2 separate regions of the Gossypium hirsutum genome follow, and region 1 is linked to region 2. The links are chromatin contacts, called in public Hi-C maps. All regions are on one chromosome and are shown on one strand. The core of a region is the stretch at or near the end of the contact, and the rest is flanking DNA. Distances in the headings are between cores, read along the strand shown.

Region 1 (3,038 bases), core at 6-2,505, 360 kb after region 2:
AAAAATGGTGCAGCATGCGGAGTAAGTGGAGCACTGTACGCATTAATTGGAATATTGACGGGGTGTCCTTGCATATACTCCTGCTTCTATCGTTCCAGGATGAGGAGTGAATACATGTTGGAAGATAGGCCTTGCAACGATTGCTGCCTTCATTTTTGCTGCGAGGCCTGCGCCTTGTGTCAAGAATATCGCGAGCTCAAAAACCGTGGCTTCGACATGTCCCTTGGTACTATTTTTATTTTTATTTTGAAGAAAAGAAATACTTTATTTTAAATTTTCACTTAATTCCATGCATTTCCATATGGTCTTATTTGTCTTTTGGTTTGAAATATGTAGGATGGCATGGAAATATGGCGAGGCAGCAAAATCAAGGCCTCCAAATGCCATCGGCTCCGGTGATGGAAAGTGACATGAAAAGATAATTTCATCTATATTTTGGATGGTTCTCTATGATATTTATTTTATTATTGTTGTTATTATTCATGTGATGCCACTGTGGCTCCAATGATGGAGAAGTGGCATGAAAAAGATATTCGCACCTATATTTAGGACGGTTTTCGATTAAGTCTTTCATTTGATGTGAGTGTGGTTGAGTGTCGTCATTATATATTAAAGTCTTGTACATTTGATATATTACATTAGCTGCGATGAAATATCACATGTTTTTTTTTTTGAAATTAAAATATCTATATATAAGCATTTCATTACTTTGGGCAACTGGTTTGCCATTACCTCAAATAAAACCTACTCAAAATTACATACAGCCTGCTGGGATAGTCCCTTGGTACAATAAATTTGATAAAATAGATAAAGGGGAATTAATTTATATTTAATCTAAATAAAAAAAAAGTATTGGGAATTGAAAGAAAAAGAAATTTAAAAAATCTAGCTGTAAATATTTTATTATTTCCTTCATTAATTAAATATATATTAATATTAAGCAAAAAGAAACCATTTAATTTGGTTGTAATTAGGTTGTCATGGTTTGGTAAACAAAACAGGTGATTTTAGAATATCTCAAGGTGGTAAAACGTTTGGTGATTTACCTGCAAATTACATAGAAAAAGGTTTGGCATATTTGGTTAGAAATGGGTGTAGATTAATTAAAGACATTCAGCAGACTTGTCTTGCAAAGTTTCAGTATAAACCCATTTCTCTTCCTCATTTCGTGCCTCTTTTGGTGTCCATTCAATGGTTGTTTTTTATCATATATGTTAAAATAAATAAATAAATAAATGAAGTGTTTATAAACAACAAATAACTTTGAACACGTGTCGAAATAATATTTAGAATTGGAGCCCCAAAAAAAAGAGGAAACGAAATCTGTCGGTAAAAAAAGAAGAAAGAAGAATCAGAAAGACGGACACCAAAGGGGAGCAGAGGAAATCTGTTCTCGTTGAATAGGTTTCTTTCCCCCCCCCCCCCAATAGATTTCAAAAGCCTTTCAACATCCATCCATTCGTCTTCTTTTTCTGTATTGAATTAATAGGGTAACTCTTTAATAGAACACCCACCCACCATCGCCATGTTCCCAACAGAACATCCACAATGGCCACCAGCACCTTATCAGTATGGGCAACCGGCTCCACCACCTTTCGCTCCTGTTGCTGACCCAAACCAGCAAATGCGTAATCAAAACTATTACATGCACCCTGCTGGGAAAGTCCTGTGGTCTACAGGACTCTGTGATTGCTGCTACGATATTCCAAACTGTAAGCTTTTCCTTTTTCCTTTTCCTTCTATTATTTTTTTAAATTTTTTTGGAACCCGAAAATGGGAATTTGTTATCATATTGAAATGTTTTTTTTAGGTATCATCACATGTTTTTGTCCTTGCATCACCTTCGGACAGATTGCTGAGATTGTCGATAATGGATCAGTCTGTAAGCTTCTTCTTTTTTTCTTCTTTTTGGTTTAAAGTTAATTGGCTTGGTGTTTTAGTTAGTTATTTGAATGCGTGAGTTGCAGCATGCCTAGCAAGTGGAGTTCTGTACTCAATAATATTTTGGATGTCGGGGCTAGCTTGTATGTACTCATGCTTCTATCGCTCAAGAATGAGGAATCAATACATGTTGGCAGAGACACCGTACCCAGATTGGTGCCTTCATCTTTGCTGCGAGGTCTGCGCCTTGTGTCAAGAATACCGCGAGCTCAAAAGCCGTGGCTTCGATATGTACATTGGTACGTTATTAATTTACATTTTTAAGCCTTCTTTTCACTCCATTAAATATTATCATTTTATATATCTACATTTCTCTCTTCATTACCTGATTTTATACAGGATGGCATGCGAACATGGAGAATATGCGAAATCGTGCTATGCAAATGTCAATGCCTCCGGTGGTGGAAGATGGGATGAAACGATAAACAACGATGATTCTCTTTTCTAAATGGCCATATCTACGTGCATGTTGATTGTTGAGTTGAGACAAAAGGATTTGGACCAAAAAGAAAAAACCAAGTGTAATTTCACCTCTGCCCTTTTTTAAAACAATAATAACTGTTGAGTTTGATGGCGATCAATATTTTGCAATTTACTGGTTATTATAAAATGTTTATTTTGTCTTAGGTTTCCACAATATAAATCTCTAGCTTTTGGTAACTATATTTCTTCTTCTTTACCCAGACACTCCCGCATTATCTTAAATCAAGTTGAATGGAAGATGATTTTAACAAATATTGATCAAATAAATATTTATACCAAGACTCTAAAAAACCTTACAATAGTATGAAAGATACTCTAAATTTTATCATATCATATGAGCAATTTTTTTATCATTTAATTAAATAATTTACAATTTAATTATTAATATTTTTGAAATTGTTTTTTTTTCATCCGACTCTTAAGTGACATTTTTTTCAGTTAGTATAATAACAATTTTAGTCTTCAAATTTTATATTTTTTGTCAATTTCACCTTGATTTTATATAAAAATTATAAAAAAAATAAGTTTATTTAAAAAATAGAAATTTCTATATAAAAATTCTAGAAAATTAAAATCTTATGTTGTTGTTGAAAAACTAATAGGTATGAGAAATA
Region 2 (3,233 bases), core at 654-3,153:
GGGGTTTGGTTTGTTATATATAGAACCCCTCCCCCTTTGGTTGTATCATCCCAAAATCTTCTCCTTTGTAATATTTCTAGAGGAAATATTAATTTGGTAGTGTCCGAGGACGTAAGCTAAATTGGCCGAACCTCGTTAAAACTCTGGTATTTTATTTCTTATTTGTTTGCTTTTATTTAATAGCTTTATGTTGGTTATATTTATTTAGTTATTATTGCTATAAATATCTAAGTGAGTTCTGTCTAGTTGTTGGGTTTTAAGCGGGACCATTGTGACCCCTCCAATTTAACTGGGAATTTTCTTAGTATAATTGTTGGCATAATAATTATCTAAATATTTCTGATAATATTGTTATTAATATTATCGTCGCTTCCGCAACAGACCTCACATCTTGTGGAGGAGTTTTCTTCCCCATTTTCAAACCCCCCTTCTTCTTTTTTAAGATTTCTTTTAGAGCAACTGAAAACAGTTTGCAAGCTGTGAAGTTTTGGACTTATTATCAATCCAGGTCACTAGAAAAAAAAATAAAGTTAGATTTCATTTGGTCAGGTTTTAAACCAAGGAGAAGTTAGATTGCGATATTCTCTTTTTTGTATAAAATAAATGCTACTACCAATTTCTAACATATAAAATAGATAAGATGGGGGAATGACTCAATAATTATGTGACATGGAAAAAAGGGTATATGATAAAATGTATCTAAGCATAGAATTTGGCTTTCCATGTGAAGCATAATTTGTGCATTGACAACCCAATCTGGACATTCTCTTTAAATATTAAAATAATTAAAGAACCAAGTATTTGGAGCCAAAAGAGGCTAAAACTGTGCTTTGATGGACTGGATTCAAGGTTGGTGTCTTGTTTCCTCAATCATAAACCGAATTTTGTGCTCAACTGGAGGTGGCATCAAAGTCTAAGCATCTTAGTTTAGAGATCTGTTTTCTCGTGGGTCCCCATTCTGCGAGCTACTGCTACATGCATGTGCCTAAAGTCTGGGGCAACGGTTCCCTACCATGCTAACCCCATTATCTTTCACATTTAACTTTTTCTTGAAAGTTGATGACGACTCCTTCGTTAACGACCTCTCACTCTTAAAAAGTATTCCGATAACATGTACATGATTTCTTTCTATTCATGCATTTAATATTTTGTGCATAACTTTAGGATTTACGGGTTTTGCAGTAATATATCAGGGGATTCAGTATATCATACATTGAAGCTGATACATAGTTGTTAATTAGTATTGTCTGTGTGCAGGAAGTGCTGATGGGAAGAGCTGACTATTTCCAGTCATTCAAGCAAATGCTGATGGTTTTATTTGCTCTGTATTGCCTGGGATTTCTCATCCTCAAGTTCAATACTCTCCTGGTAAAAATGCTTACTTTCACCTTCCTTTCGTAAAACACAGGATCTCTGGAGAAAAAGGACAAAAGTAACCCTATTATAAATAAGAATAAGGAAAGCAAATGATTAGGTTTGTCACATGTGGTACAAGGCTGGATGAACTGTATTTGTAATTAAGTGCTTTTTTTGCAGAATCCATGTGGTTTTCTGGTAATTAAGAAACTAACCCTTTTCTTCTCTTGATGGAAAAAAAAAAAGGTGGGCTGATCTTCAAAGCAGGAGGGAGTAACATGCAGCATGTAACGTCACTGTCTTTCCTACTTCTGGCCTATTCTAATTATCTAAGCCACGCTAACAAGGCGGTGCCATGTGGTGAAAGATCAGCCTCCCCTGCCCTTCTCAAACAGTTGGCTAAACGCCAGGTAACAATTTTATCCTTTTTCACCACCCTTTGTTTGTTTGTTGTTATATCTCGATAAAGTGAAGTTATTTAGCTATAGACATCACCATTAAAAATCAGGGGACCATATCCTAAATCAGACAAAATGAACGGCTAGATTTTGTCTTTATGGTGAATATGTAACTATGTCTGATCTAGGAATGTTTGATATTGCATGATCATTAAAAGACCACACCCCCACGTGATTTTGGGGTCATTTTCTTATCTAAATAGAAAAAAAAAAGATGGACCGCAGAATTAATAATTGTAGTTCATTGTGGAAAATATAGGTGAACTACATTCTGGGAGATAATCCACTAGGGATGTCCTACATGGTTGGGTACGGTTCACGCTTTCCTCAGAGGATTCATCACAGGGGAAGCTCACTGCCATCGGTGGCGGCCCACCCGGCTCGCATCGGCTGTAAAGCGGGGTCTCGCTATTACGTAAGTCCGAACCCAAACCCCAATTTATTGCTGGGAGCAGTGGTTGGTGGGCCTAACGTGTCGGATGCTTTTCCAGATTCAAGGCCTTATTTTCAAGAGTCGGAGCCCACAACGTACATCAATGCACCGCTTGTGGGACTCCTGGCATTCTTTTCAGCGCACCCTTGATTTCTACACTCCAAAACAACAATGTAAAAGGATGATGACAATTCCGAGTGGTGTGCGAAAATGGTCACCCTGCCCTATTATTGTGAAATCAAAGGATTCCAAGTGTTCCCAATTAACAAAAACACTTGCATTTCCACACTTTAAAGATTGCATCCTTTTTCTTTGCCGGCACAAGTATTATTGATTGCAAAAAAACAACAAAGAAATTTAACCAATCAACATCTTCATTTCCCCTTCAATGGCAGTAAGGGGATATATATAGATCAAAACATGAGTTACAATGGATTTGTTTCTATGACGGGTACAACCATCATTCGGCCTTAGATAAAACACTTAGATCCTCCATGAGAAGTTAATTTGTTTTTGTGGGTCAATTAACTTGTTCATCTGCCTCAGCAAGCCTCGGTCCTTTGCTCTGAATGACATGCCCCATCACATTCATTACCTTTATTGACACTCTGCCAGCATGATCATTTCCACCACCATTGGAAATATCTCCAGCAAAACCATGAATAGTAGCCTATTTTTCCAATTGTTTCGATACTTGTCATTTTCCTACAAAGAAAAAAAAAAGGCTTCTCTTGACAAAATTTGGAGTGTAGAAAAACCAAAAATTGATTTATAAAGAAAGAAACTACATTCCTAGCAATTATAAAAAGGCATCGAAATTGACCACAGTATCCATTCATCATAACACTTATTATTGATACATGTGCATGGCTGAAATTTTCTTTTTTTTTTTTTCTAAGCTTTTCCATTTTTCACTCCACCATTGACCGTCTCATCATCATCATTTTCCAGGTAATTCTTCCATGTTGCACAATTCACATCCACAA

The links. A called contact is a pair of places that touch in the nucleus more often than the background predicts.
Region 1: a contact with region 2 is called in a Hi-C map of leaf, with 2.3 times the contacts expected there. The contact joins the promoter of LOC107939376 here to the enhancer-like site in region 2. A contact is called at or near these places in 3 of 34 Hi-C or Micro-C datasets (all in leaf).

What each region holds. Positions count from the first base shown.
Region 1 is chrA01:83,317,062-83,320,099 of Gossypium_hirsutum_v2.1, forward strand. It overlaps LOC107939376 (protein PLANT CADMIUM RESISTANCE 2), which reads left to right and starts at 1,256. Exons shown (of 4, transcript XM_016872706.2): 1 at 1,256-1,712; 2 at 1,811-1,882; 3 at 1,968-2,180; 4 at 2,281-2,584. The coding sequence starts at 1,526. The coding sequence ends at 2,366. LOC107939372 (protein PLANT CADMIUM RESISTANCE 2) reads left to right here. Exons shown (of 4, transcript XM_016872701.2): 3 at 14-226; 4 at 337-636. The coding sequence ends at 422.
Region 2 is chrA01:82,958,523-82,961,755 of Gossypium_hirsutum_v2.1, forward strand. It overlaps the pseudogene LOC107903727. Among protein-coding and RNA genes, the nearest start is that of LOC107902306, 32 kb to the left of the region's middle. Within about 2 kb of position 1,904, at least 4 of the 9 cell types and tissues checked have an H3K27ac peak or open chromatin away from gene starts, as enhancers often do. A contact at or near this core is called in leaf, where this site is marked.